Linked DNA regions of Mus musculus: region 2 is linked to region 1. The links are chromatin contacts, called in public Hi-C maps. All regions are on one chromosome and are shown on one strand. Each heading gives the region's core, a stretch centred on a gene start, on an enhancer-like site or on the middle of the called end of the contact. The rest is flanking DNA. Distances are from core to core; before and after follow the strand shown. Region 1 holds the start of Adgrb3 (adhesion G protein-coupled receptor B3). Region 2 has its middle 86 kb from the start of Gm31581.

Evidence for each region. Hi-C and Micro-C count contacts between places; a contact is called where the count stands out from the background.
Region 2: a contact with region 1 is called in a Hi-C map of cerebral cortex, with 3 times the contacts expected there. The contact joins the enhancer-like site here to the promoter of Adgrb3 in region 1. A contact is called at or near these places in 5 of 484 Hi-C or Micro-C datasets (cerebellar granule neurons, cerebellum, cerebral cortex and 1 more).

Annotation. Positions count from the first base shown.
Region 1 is chr1:25,828,104-25,831,313 of GRCm38.p6, reverse strand. It overlaps Adgrb3 (adhesion G protein-coupled receptor B3), which reads left to right and starts at 1,607. Exons shown (of 31, transcript NM_175642.4): 1 at 1,607-1,852. It overlaps Gm9884 (predicted gene 9884), which reads right to left and starts at 884. Exons shown (of 2, transcript NR_169046.1): 1 at 273-884; 2 at 1-146.
Region 2 is chr1:30,586,933-30,590,142 of GRCm38.p6, reverse strand. No RefSeq gene overlaps it. Among named protein-coding and RNA genes, the nearest start is that of Gm31581, 86 kb to the right of the region's middle. Within about 2 kb of position 1,547, at least 10 of the 459 cell types and tissues checked have an H3K27ac peak or open chromatin away from gene starts, as enhancers often do. A contact at or near this core is called in cerebral cortex, where this site is marked.

The sequences.
Region 1 (3,210 bases), core at 358-2,857:
ACCCATTATGTCTCCTCCCACCACATAAGCACACTATTCAAACACTTGTTTTGCAAACCACCAACCGCGTACACAAGTAGAGACCAAACTAGCTGGCGAGTGACCTGCATGTGCATGTGAAGTCTATCTGATGCATCTTCAGACGTCTGTACAAGAGGCAAAATAAACAATAAGTAAATAAAACGGTGGAGTCGTGTAGAAATTTATCTTCCTTATCCCCCTTCTCAACGGACAACAAAGGTAGCTTTTCTTCATTTCTTCCCATCACTTACCCGAACTTCCTACGAGGGGAAACTTGACAAGGAATAAATGCATTAAGAAGCCAGAACGAATCAAAAGTTTAGAACCCGCACTATTGTCCCAACGCCATGCTGAGAGCAGCTCAGGACGCCTGACCTCGGTAGCCTGCTCAGTGGTCCTGGCAAAGCCTCTTTCGTGACAGAACAAATAAGCTGTTAATTGCAGTCTGGCTGTGATTTTAAAAACAAAAAACAAAACAAAACAAAACAAAAAAACTGAACAACTATAGTTCCAGCCTCCAGCCTGAGGCAAAGAGCAGTGGGAGCTGAGTTGTGGCCCCTCAGCTGCAGACTGGATCAAGGCTAAATCCCGGTGCTGAAATGACAGCTCTCCCGCTGCGGCAGGTCCGCTCTGAATGGCAGCAGACAGATGATCGAGTCCAGCGTTTACTTCCTACCCCTCCATGTCGCCTTCCCGTCTCCGCGCCCCCCTGCCTCTCCTCCTGGGGACTTTCTCCTACACTTGGTGGCGACCAGCCTCAGCGGTGGGAACTGAGGATGCGAAAACCTCCCAGGCGCAGAAAAGATCGGTTTTCCAGACGTGTTTGGGTTTGAGTAGCAGGGCGCGGGCTCGGCTAGAGCCCCGAGGAGCCCGCGCCCGCCCGCCCGCCCGCCCGCCTCGCTCCCGCGCCCGTCCTCCCTCCCGCCCGCTCGCCCGCTCGCCCGCTCGCCCGCCCGCCAGCTCGCCCGCCGCGGGGGAGGCCGGACTCTGGTCCGGGCGCAGCGCTCCGCCGGGGACGCGCGCACCCACGAGCACGCGCGCGGGAGGGTTGCCCAGCGGCGGGTGCGCGCCGAGGAACGCGCGGGCCCCCTTCGCGCGCAGCCCGGGGAGAGCGAGCGCCGCGCGCCGGCGCGCACGCCCGCCACACAGCTTTACTATCTCGTGCCCTCGCGCGCCTCCCTCCTCGCCCGGCATTCAAACAGCTTCCCGACGTCGCCAGCCCAGGATTTTACCCCCAGCTCCTCAGCCGCGCTCCGTCCATCAGTACCTGGCAGGGAGGAGGGCCGGGGAGGAGGGCGCACCAAGCAAGCAAACGGCTCCTGCTCCAGCCTCGCCACCGGCCGGGAGCACTCCTGCCACCAGCCCACCGCCCAACACGCCGCCCCAGCCAGCGCCGCCGGCCACTTCTCAGCGCTTTTTTGGCTTCTTGGCCAATCCGTTTGTTGCGGGGGGGTGGGTTTGGGAAAACACATCTGCGCTCTTTATCCACTTCCATTTTTCTGTTTGGTGTTTCTGTGGAGTCTCCCTTCAGGGGGCCTCTCCCCGCCTCTCCTTTGAAGGCTTCATTCACTTGGATAAGGCGCAAGGCTCTGGCCGCTGGATACCACCGCCCCCCCCCCTATTATTTTTTTTTCCTTTTTTTCCCTCTGCCTTTCGTTTGCATGCATTATTTTTTTTCCAATCATAAATCTTAATATTTGAAGCTGAACCGGGGGGAAAAATGGGCAACGGTGATTGGGACCGAAGGGGAGTCTCTCCATCACTGTTGTTGGGACGTGTGCCTGTTCTGGTGTCTTAGATCAAGAGCCTCCCGGAGCTTTCGGAGTGGAAGGTAAGGAAAGGGGCCTAAGGGTCACCTCTGTCTTCTGGGGGGTCGCCCGGAGAGACTTGGGCTCAGTTTGGGGGGATGGAAGTCAAGGCTGTTGCTGGCGGATGGCAAGATTCTGAGCTTACTAAAACGCCGCAGTTGAAAAGTTAAGAGAAGTCTGTTTTTGAAGAGGTGTGCTGGATGGGAAGGAATAGGGAGAGAGACCCAGAAAATCTAGCAACTCGTGCGTGATTGAGGTAATTTTAGCGGGGGCGGAGGGGGGTAGGTTAAAAGGAAGTTAGGATAGAGTAGGATTGGGTCTTCTGTTGGGGGAAAAAATCAGTGGAGTGATGGCGCCGTCTATGTTCGGCTAAACTAAAGTGTCACCCAGAAGATCAGTTTGAGAATAGCTAAACTCAGTGCTGGTTTGCCTCTCAGAAAGAGCCAAATAAATAAATAAATAAATACAACATTCTGGAGCCCTCAGTGACCATCCCTTAGGCAACCTCTGGCCCTTATTTTTCCTTAGACAGATATACGGTTGTTTGAACAGGGCCTGCAGTGGGGGTGGGGGCAGTTCAATGATTCATATTTCTTATTATATAGAAACAAACAAGACTTCGTACCCCAAGAATGGTTAAAAATAAAGAGCGTTACATGAAGGGTGGAAGAGAGATGTGAAATCAGCTCTTCCCTTCTCTTCTAATCACTGATAAGCACACTATTGCAGACATCCACTGCCAAATAAATGGAAGCAGAAATACCGATTTTTTTTTTAATAAGGAAAAGAAATACGACCTCCTTTTGAGTTCCTGATTATAAAATGAAGCCCCCTTTCATGGTTGGAATTCCTAATTTAGACACTTACTGTCACATCGGCTTTCAACGCCTACACTCTATCCTGAAGAACACTGCGCAGACCTGCATTGCCTGCAAAGTGCTACAGCGTGCACACACACACACACACACACACACACACACACGAGACTGTTCCCATTTTTTTTAAACACACGTAACCTCTAAAATATCATTACCTTTATTTATTTATTTATTTACTTATTTTCAACTGGAAAAGGCATTACTCAGTGAGCTGTGTGTTTGGAAGAGAAAACGCTATTCTGATAGTCCTATCAGCTCTGGGTTTATTTTAAACTGCTGTTGTGTAGAGATTTACAGTTGGGGCTGTTTTGGCCTCTGTCAAGACATAGTGTTTGAATCATACTCTGTGAAATGCAGATCTGTTCAGGGACTTTGGTCACTGGATTGGGAGTGCATGTGTTGCTGTGTTATGCAATGGCAAAGAAGAAGGTTGTATGCTTTAGTTCAAAGACCAGACAGAGAAGGCATGAAAACTCTTAACAGTCTCTATGTCTGTCTGTCTG
Region 2 (3,210 bases), core at 298-2,797, 4.8 Mb before region 1:
TTAGGCCAGCTGTACATTGATCTTTAATTGAGGACCATCAGGGCTAGGACTACATTTAACCTTAGGGGGCTACATTTTTTTTCAAAGCTGTGCTCTGGGCTGATTTTTTAATGAAAGGATGTTAGAGGAAGGGCAGCAAGTGAATCTGGGGGAGAAAGATCTGAGAAAGGCATGGCTTCTCTATGGTTCTGGAGGGAGGTGCCAGTAGTGTTGGGGGTGTGATAAGGAGACAGTAGTGTGGAGGAATAGAAGGGACATGCTCATAGAAAGTGTAAGGAGACTTGGAAGGAAGGAAGAAGTAAGGAAACAAGGAATAGATGTGGTGTGTGTGTGTGTGTGTGTGTGTATGTGTGTGTATGTGTGTACATGTTGAGACCCTGAGGTCAAAGATGGTCCTCTTCTTTAGTAACCTATCACTTTAATTTCTAGAGAGCTTGCCTCTCATGAAACCTGGAGCCAGCAAGGCCCTAGGATCTGCCTGTGTCTGCCTCTGCGGCACCAGAATTCCGGCTGCTCCTTGCTAAATGGGCTTTTAAACATGGATGCTTGGGACCAAATACAGGTGCTCCAAGGTTCCTCCAGATCTCTTGGCTGGTTTTTGTTACTTTTTGGGAGATTGTTTTAGTTGAAATACAAAGGACCAGAATATCTTGATTCAGATTTTACTGAGAGACAGACAGAAAGACATCTTTTTTCAAACTGGATAAAAATTTAATCTGTAGTTCCGTTTGTATATACTTCATGTTATCATTTGTTTTTTATCTTTTCTGATGCCGAAAGACAGACAAGAGAGTCTGGGGAGGAGGTATGCAATTTTGTTAAAATGGGACATATACTTAATTTAATCTTAGGTGAGTTGGGGTGGGCACAGTGACTTACTTGTTAGGATTCTGTCCTGGCATCCCAGGGGAAGAAACTCCTGAAGACAGTCAGCTGCAGCACTTGCCCCAGTCTTTCCTCTCACTACTGGGATGGACTGTGTACTTTAGCCATCCTCCTAATGAGCTGGTGGATCTCACCATATGTTTCCCGTTACTCTGTGTGTGCTGCCCCAGCCTTGTGGACTTTATTTAGCAAGACACAGATGGTGATGGGACAGCTGCCTTGCAGTGAAATCAATGGTCACTTATCTACATCCTTACGCACTCCTGGATGCTGGATGTTGTACAAACGGGGCACATCAACTGGATGTCATTGTTGATTGGTAGACTCCCCAGGCAATCTTGCATTTGTTTCATTCTGTACTCAACAATTTGAAGGAAAGTCTAGGCATTTATTTATCTAGCCTACATGTATAAAATTACTTTTAACTTTAGCAACATGAGGAATTACCAGAAGTCTGAGAAGTAGTATTCACAAACATTTTTTTAATTTTTAATCAAAGGAAATCTCATCTGTTAAAAAAAAAAAAGGTTGTGTGTGATTTATTTTCCCTCCCCAGACATTCAGGTCAGTTCCTCTCCTTTCTGTCCTGGGTTGTGTCTCAGAGGACAACCTTTGCTGTTGGGTGCCAGGGAATAAAGGGAGTGGGAGAAAACCTATGTCCCGCCAGATTTCCAGTGCTCTGAGTAGGTGGACATGGAAGACTGCCACATGCTTTCAACATGGCCCTGGATGGATGTCTGGTTGTGGGAAGCAGTCCAAGGCAACAGATTCTCAGCCTTGGGCATCCTGCTCTGGATACTGCGGAAGAGCTGAGAACAAATGGGGGCCCTGGGAGCGGCTTGGTCAGCCTCAGAGCCAAAGGGAGGAGAGGGCAGGGGGAGAGGGTCCACTAGGTGGTTCCCATGAGGGCGAGAGTCCTTGGTCTGGTCGGTGGCTGGAGGGCAGGAAGACCTTCCGGTGGGAGGTTACACATTAGGGGAAAACCTATCCCATCGTTCAAGCATGGCAGGCCTCGATGAACAGAGACAGTATGTGATTTTAGAGCTTTATTGTAGAAAGGCAGGGAGAAAGGAGAGAAAGTAGAGAGAGAGACCGGCCTTGGCCACATGGAGAGAGGCGGGGAAGGGAGAGGGAGAAGGAAGGCTAGAGAGTAAGAAAGGTGAGAGTTTAAAGAGAGTGAGGAGGGGCCCAGCAGCCCCTTTTATAGTTGCCTGGGCTATAAGATAATTGTGGGGAGGAGCATAACTGGCTATAGTCAGGTAACTGTAGGGGTAGAGTCTAGCCAGAATGCCAGAAGCTTGGGACACTGTCTGCCTGCGTGATTTATAGTCACAGAATTATGGAGTTGGGGGGTCTGTGGTGTCAGGCACCTGGCTTTGGGAACGTGGCACACTTTTCTGTCCCTTGTAGAGTTCTTTACTGGGTCGCAGGAGCAAGCCTCATTCAACTAAATTAGGCTGCCTTTCATAGCCCCACACTTCACCATTCCTTTCCTGGGGAGCCTGGGCGGTTTAGTTAACCAGAAACCCCTGTGGCAGGTTGGGAAGGTGGAGGGAAGAGAAGTTCTTGGAAGATACCAAGGGCTCTCTGGCAACAGCTCCTGTCAGGCATCTCCATCTCAGCCTTAGATCTCCTCAGGATCCTCTCAGCACCTTGTTAATACCCTTCCCTGTGTGTAGAAGAGTGTCCCTAATCTTCTGTGATGTGGTGTGGCAATGGTCTCATAGGTCTCCTTAACATTTCATCCCGTCTAAAACCAAAATGGCAGAATGTCTCTTGGGGCTTATGAGTTGAATTTGGATTCCTGTGTGGGTTCAAGCTGATATAAAGTAAATGCTTTGCTTTCCAAAATCATTTTGTTTGGTTTTTGGAAACAGTTGTCATCCAATCCAACGGGAGGGAATCTCTGATTATATCCCCCTGGGGTTGACATAATCAATGAGTGGAATTCAGAGTCCACTTTGTGGCACTGAGCAGGCCCTGCACCATCCTATATTACATCTTCTCATTGCTGGCCACTAGCCACTGGGTGATTGTGAGCACACAGGAGTCCTCAGGGGGAGGCTGTCGGAGAACACAGGCACACAAGCACATGCCAAGGAATGTGGCCACGTAGATTGTCATTCTGTTCTCCTCTCTCCTTCCTCCTGACCTTTAAACCTTTAGTTTGAATGAATGTTGATGAAGTGTGGTTTTCGGGCTGAGAACTTACTCAGTAGACACTTGTGTTGCTTCATACTTCCAACTGTGCATTAGGATCTCTGGGAACTTTGGAACATGGTTTCCTATGGACTTTGTTTCCTGGTGAATAAAGTCATAGTGGTA